Linked DNA regions of Muntiacus reevesi: region 1 is linked to region 2. A link is a contact called in public Hi-C data. All regions are on one chromosome and are shown on one strand. The core of a region is the stretch at or near the end of the contact, and the rest is flanking DNA. Distances in the headings are between cores, read along the strand shown.

Evidence for each region. Hi-C and Micro-C count contacts between places; a contact is called where the count stands out from the background.
Region 1: a contact with region 2 is called in a Hi-C map of muscle, with 7 times the contacts expected there. The contact joins the promoter of ANKRD49 here to the promoter of MSANTD4 in region 2. A contact is called at or near these places in 2 of 3 Hi-C or Micro-C datasets (blood and muscle).

What each region holds. Positions count from the first base shown.
Region 1 is chr9:88,498,461-88,501,646 of mMunRee1.1, forward strand. ANKRD49 (ankyrin repeat domain 49) reads right to left here and starts at 1,285. Exons shown (of 5, transcript XM_065944282.1): 1 at 1,242-1,285. MRE11 (MRE11 homolog, double strand break repair nuclease) reads left to right here and starts at 1,433. Exons shown (of 20, transcript XM_065944423.1): 1 at 1,433-1,567; 2 at 2,311-2,428. The coding sequence starts at 2,409.
Region 2 is chr9:88,226,031-88,229,072 of mMunRee1.1, forward strand. It overlaps MSANTD4 (Myb/SANT DNA binding domain containing 4 with coiled-coils), which reads right to left and starts at 1,510. Exons shown (of 3, transcript XM_065944413.1): 1 at 1,433-1,510.

The DNA.
Region 1 (3,186 bases), core at 35-2,534, 270 kb after region 2:
TCCTTGCACAAAGAAAGGACTGCACTAAGGAATTTTCTAAGATAGTTCAGTGTTTCAGATCAGTCAAGAGATCCTATCAAAAAAGTTTTTATATTGTAATATTTTCACTTTTTTCTCAAACTATTCTCTGATGCTTACAACGCAATATACATCTATTCATTAAACACTTAATAAATACCAGTAAATAATGTAAAGTTCACATATTAATTACAGCATCCATAGTAACATTATTGGGGCTTTCCCTGGTGGCTCAGCAGTAAAGAATCCACCTGCAATGCAGGAGACTCAGGAGAGGTGGGCTTGATCCCTGGGTCAAGATCTCCTTGAGGAGATCTTGAGGAGACCCAGGAGGAGGGCATGGCAACCTACTCCAGTATTCTTGCCTAAAGAATACTATAGATTGTGGAGCCTGGCAAGCCACAGTCGCAAGAGTCGAACAGGACTGAAGCTACTGAGAGTGTAGGTATAGCATAGCAACATTATAGCACAGATCTTGTGCCCTTACTCTCCTTTTTATAAAACTCTTTTTAAAATTTGAATTTACTGTTCCAGGTAAAATAAATTACATACAAAAATTTCTTAATTAATTTAAAAAGGCAAACTCTGTTGCATCTCCCTGATTCAAGATTTAAACAGTCGATCAAGATTTCTACTTGATGATATTGCAACAGGAGGAACTAGGTTATGTTTTTTAAAGATCACATTCCACGAACTATGTCAACTCTTAGACAGCTCAGCGAGAGGTGGAGCCATAAGCCCCATTAGACAGGCGAAGGCGCTGAAATTTATAAAGATTAAAACAACTTTCAATGGAACTAAAGGCCCAGATTTTCTAATTCAAAAGTTTCACATTATTATTGTTTTTTTAATGCACTGTCAGCACAAAGCAATACAAGTGTGCTGAATCTCTGGGGTCCACGGAGACAATCAGGAGACACAGCGAAAGGCTTGTTAGCTAGAGGCCGAATGTTCAGTCTCTGAGGAGGGTAGTGAGAGAGAAGGCCACCAGTCCCGACCCTCCGGCACTGGCCGGTCACTTCACAGGCCCAGCAGGCGCATATGCGGCCTTCAAAACCTCTAAGCCCGAAGAAACCGCTCTAGCCCTACCGAGGACCTACTTCGCGGTCGGGTTTGCAGAGCTCACCACGGGTCCACAGGGGCCCGCTCCTTTCGCTTCAGGAGCTCAAAGGTGGCGCCAAGCGACCAAAAAGTGTGATCCCAGACGAGAAAGAGCTACCCACCTCGGAGTCGGAAAATCGCCGCCGGGAACCTCGCTTCCGGGTTCTGTCTCCTCGGCTACTCAGGATTGGCTCCTGTACGAGGGCGGGGCCTCGCGGCAACTTTTCCTGCGACCTCGCGGCACTCGACAGCAAATGAGAGGAGTTGAAGCTCTTGCGTCATCAATGAGGCATCGCGAGAGGAGAAGCTGTTACTCTCCCGCTTAATTCAGGTTTACCAACAAGCCAGTTCTGAGACGCCATCCCGGGTGGTGCTGTTGCTTTTGTTGTCGCGATTGTCCCTCCTTCCCGGGTAAAAGCCAGCTTCGGGTCCCCAGGGTGGGGCTGTGGTGAGTCCAGGTGTGGGGTAATTTGCGAGTTGCTTTTTGTGTCTGCGGCGTCGCGGGCGGAAGCCCAGAGAGGACTGACTTTGTGGGAAGAATGGGCCCAGTAGGCTCTGGAGGAGCTTGGAGGTTCCGCGAGTTCTGTGGTGCGGGCGCGTTGAGGCTTGGGATCCTCACCGAACCGGCGATCTGTGAGTGGGAGGGGTCGTTCTACAGTGGCAGCCTCTCCTCTTCAAAAGTGAAAGTGAAAGTAAAGTCGCTCAGTAGTGTCCGAATCTCTGCGACCCCGTGGACTATATGGCCCACTAGGTTCCTGCGGCTATTTTCCTTCAACGACATGTTTTTGTTTATTCAAACGTGGACCCCTTATCCTTTCAAAACAAGCCCGTTCTTTAAAGTAATTCTGTGTTTAAGCAGGAAATACAGGATCTTCTTAGGCTCCAGAGTAGCCCTTGAATACAACTTAAAACATTTCTGTTCAGAGTTATTCGTGTGCTAAACCGGAAGTATTGTGTGACTCTTTTGCCCATTCATTTAACAAACATTAGCTTCCCACAGGGCAAGCAATAGGAGCTAGGAGAGGAGTTTAATTATAGTGGTAAAACTGAAGTGGCACTGAAGACATGCTATTTTTTGTTGTTGTTAACATTAAAAATAAAAATATAGTAGGTGCTTAAGTGAAAATGAGACTCTTCCAAAATTGCCAGTCTGCATTTTAAAAATGTGTTTTAAATAAAATTTTGTTTTAGAATTTGGAATCGAGTGAGTTTTCTGACCTATTTGAGCACCGGACCCAAGGGTACTTGCAGAGGGAACTGGTCTCGGAGGAGGTGGACTGACCATAGAAATGAGTCCTGCGGATGCCCTGTAAGCACCTTTCTTCCGAAATCATTGTTGGTTTGGGTTTCTACCAAATAGCCTATCGACTATGATCACCATAAAAGAAAACTTACTTAGTAAATAAAGAGCTTGCATGAACACAAGTGTTAGTCGTCAATGAGTATTTAGAATGGTTAACAATTCATACTGTATGTTTATTAATTAAAGATAATATGCGGCTGTAGATTGGGGTTTTGCAGTAGATTGTCATATTGCTGTATAAATTTATGTTGTTAGGTTTTTGTCTTAAACTACTGAAGCTATAAATATTCTTAAACTAAGTCTTACTAGCTAATGCAAGTCTTTTAGAGCACGTTTTTAGAGGGATAAATTGCCCTAGTACTGAATAAATTGCAAATGAATCTGACTAAAATGAAGATAAATAAAATAATTAGGAAAAGTAATGTGGGAAAAGCTTCCAACTTGGAGTCTTTAATCCTGGTTTTAATTTCTTGATTAGTATTGTTTGACCCTGAGCAAGTTAACAAGCCTTTAAATTTCACCTCATTTTCTTCATTTGTATCATCAAGGTAAAATGACTCTCAGATAAATTTTCATATTTAAATGAAAAAACTCAAGTGAAAATACTTTAGAAATTGCTGTGGAGTCTGGGTAGTAATGTAATTTGAAAGTATTATGACTTAATCTGTATATATATAGCAGTCAGAACTGTGCATATCATTTTGAACTTTCTGAAGAGACATCTTTTCTGGAAAATTGCCCTGTGTATAAAGATTTGAATTTTA
Region 2 (3,042 bases), core at 260-2,759:
GGGAATTCTGGGCCACAGCAGTGAAAGCACAGACCCTAACCACTAGACCACTGAGGAATTCTAGACAAAAGGCATTTGCATTTTAACACACATTTTCTACCTCACTGAAATTGATATCAAAATGTATCTTATACTTCCAGTCAGCCATGGCTTAATTGTGTGAAAATCTTTGACACCTTCTGATTAATGTAAGATAGTAAGTACCCAAATCAAAGCAACCTTGAGCTGACATTTGGTAGCTATGCTTGCGTGAATAGAAACTAAGCTATGTTTCCAGGAATTTTTTTTCTCTCTTTTCCTTTACATTTTTGTACTCATGTAACCGTTTGGGTTTTCATCATCCATTACCCAATAATTGTACTCAAATATATCAAGCTCCTACTATGTGCCAGGCACATATTCTTGGTGCTGGAGCTAAATATCTCACAAAATATTTTAAAAAGCCATTTTAGATGTGAAATACTATCCCTTTCATATTGGTTGTCTTCCCTATCTTTACAAAAGGGAATTTAGTAGTTGCAACCTCTAAAAATTCATAGTTCTTCCACGCCCAATCACAGAGAACAGCCATTTTCCTGAAATCCCATTTCACAATCATTCTTTATTGGGTGGAAATAGGTGTAAGTAGTTCACTTACATAATCCTTGTGAAGATGGTGTACCACCAAATGCGTATTACACCTGGGCAATTTTTTTCCAAGGACTAACACTTGAGAATGAAGTTCCTAAAGACTGCACGATAAGACAGAATTAAGAGGTCTAAGGAAAATTGGGTATAAATTCTGAGTCGAAAAAATTTTTTTAGGTAAATTCATTAGATTGTTCAAGAAGAAAAACATCACAAAATCTACAAACTTCCCCCATTCCTCTTTGAAGTGGGCTTCCCACCTCCCAACAACACCGGGCCCTACTGTCGCCACTATACTCTTAGAAGACATTCAACTCCCTGCCTATAACTTGTGGTAGGTAAATGACTAAAGTTTACTTAAGCGTCCCCTGTTATCACATTAATAAAGTACCTCTCACTCCCGTCCTCTCTCTTTGGAACAGCCCCTTGGGAGAATCCAGGAAGGCTGAGTTCCCAGGAGGCCAGCCAGGAGGAGGGGGCGCGCCGCAGACTCCGCCACAGCCACGGCTGCACCTGACAGGCTACAGGGCAACCTGGAATTAAGTGCTCGCTCCGCAAATCAGAGCCCTAACAGGGGCCCGGAAACTTTGCCAGCCTTGCTGCAGAGGCCTGAGCCCTCCCCACCCTCCCAGGTCAGGCTGCAGAGGCGACTGGGATCTCTCCTGAGCGTTGTGGTCCGCGACGTTGCGAAGCCAGGTCCAAAGCCAGCGGCGGGGTGACCGCGGCCTGACGCCGCCCCGCTGACACCTACCGTCCGCGGAGACACCGCCCCCCTCACAGCCTCTTCCGCTGCACCGCCGCTCACCAGCAGGTCGGGCGGCACCTCACCACCGTCGCCTCTGGGGTGTGTGTGGGGCGGGGTAGCAGAGATGCTTTATCAATTCCCCGCCCACGGACTCGGCCCGCCCCTACCTCTACGCCATTGGCTACCGCGGCAGCCGCTCGTCTATCGAGGCTCGCCCGTTGGCCAGGAGGACGCTGCCGTTCTGGCTGAGGGCCCGCCCGGGTCCGGCCTCACAATGGAAAGCGCGTCCCAAGCCGTTCCGGGTTAGTGCCCTGACTCCGCCCCCCGTGACTCGGCCTCCCGCCAGAGCTCCTTGGCGCCGGGACCCGTCAATCTAGAGCGCTGTGGTGAAGGATTGGCCCCTCGCGGTCGCCCGCTGCGCCGTTCTGCCCGATTGGAGCACAGTCAGCTTCATCTCCAAACCGTTCCTGTCCTTGACCCAAACCTGTTAAAAGGGCAAAGAGGAAGTGGAACCCTCGCATTTCCCAGCTGGTTCCGAACTCTGCATCACCTTTTGCTCAGCCAACGGTGACCTAATTTTGCCTCAGTCATTCCCTCTAAAACCCCGCCAAAGGTCACTTGTGATTTCCTTGCAGCTAAATCTAGTCATCACTCCTCAGCGCTTATCTTACCTCCTCATAAAATATTTGACTTACTAACGCATATATATGGAATTTAAAAAGACGGTAACGATAACCCTATATGCAAAACAGAAAAAGAGACATAGAACAGACTTTTGGACTCTGTGGTAGAAGGCGAGGGTGGGATGTTCTGAGAGAATAGCGTTAAAACAAGTATAGTATCAAGTGTGAAAGAGATCACCAGCCCAGGTTGCATGCTTGAGACAAGTGCTCAGGGCCGCTGCACTGGGAAGACCCAGAGGGATGGGATGGGGAACACATGTAAATCCATGGCTGATTCATGTCAATGTATGGCAAAAACCACTACAGTATTGTAAAGTAATTAGCCTCCAACTAATAAAAATAAATGAAAAAAATTTTTTAAAAACTCAAAAAAAGTAAATAAAATTAAATATTTGACTTGTTGACCTTTCTTCATTTGATTTCCATAATGCTTCCCCTGGTTTTCCTCCCTCTCAGTTCTCTTCTCTATCCCCTTTGCAATTGCTGAGGCTTTAGCTGCCATCTCAAGTTCTAGTTCTGGTGTTACTAATGGGTCTGTCTTTCATTGCCTTTGTTCAGGCTTCCATTGAAAGCCTCAGTTACAGCAGTAGCATCCTTACTGGGCTGTCAATCATACCGTCAAGAAGACTGTAGTCTATTCTTCGTACTGTAGCTAAGACAAGCTGCTTACAGGTCTCTAGTGGAACCATACTCGTGATAAAGTACAAACTCTTTACAAAAGTGTCTTCTATTTTTTTCTCAGGCTTCATCTTTCATCAACATTACCCCTCTTTCATTTACCTTCTTCCTTACCCCAATTACTTTGACTTCTTTCAGTTCCTGGACTTAACAGTGGCCTTGAGGCTTTTAGTTTGCATTGCTTTGTTTCTACCCAGAATGATTTCTCCGTGCCTATTCCCTGCTATGCCCAGAATTTGTTTTAGAAATTATTTTCCAAGTAAGCCTTCCTTTCCCTCCATTCGCCCTCTCTCCACTTACAAGTTGTCC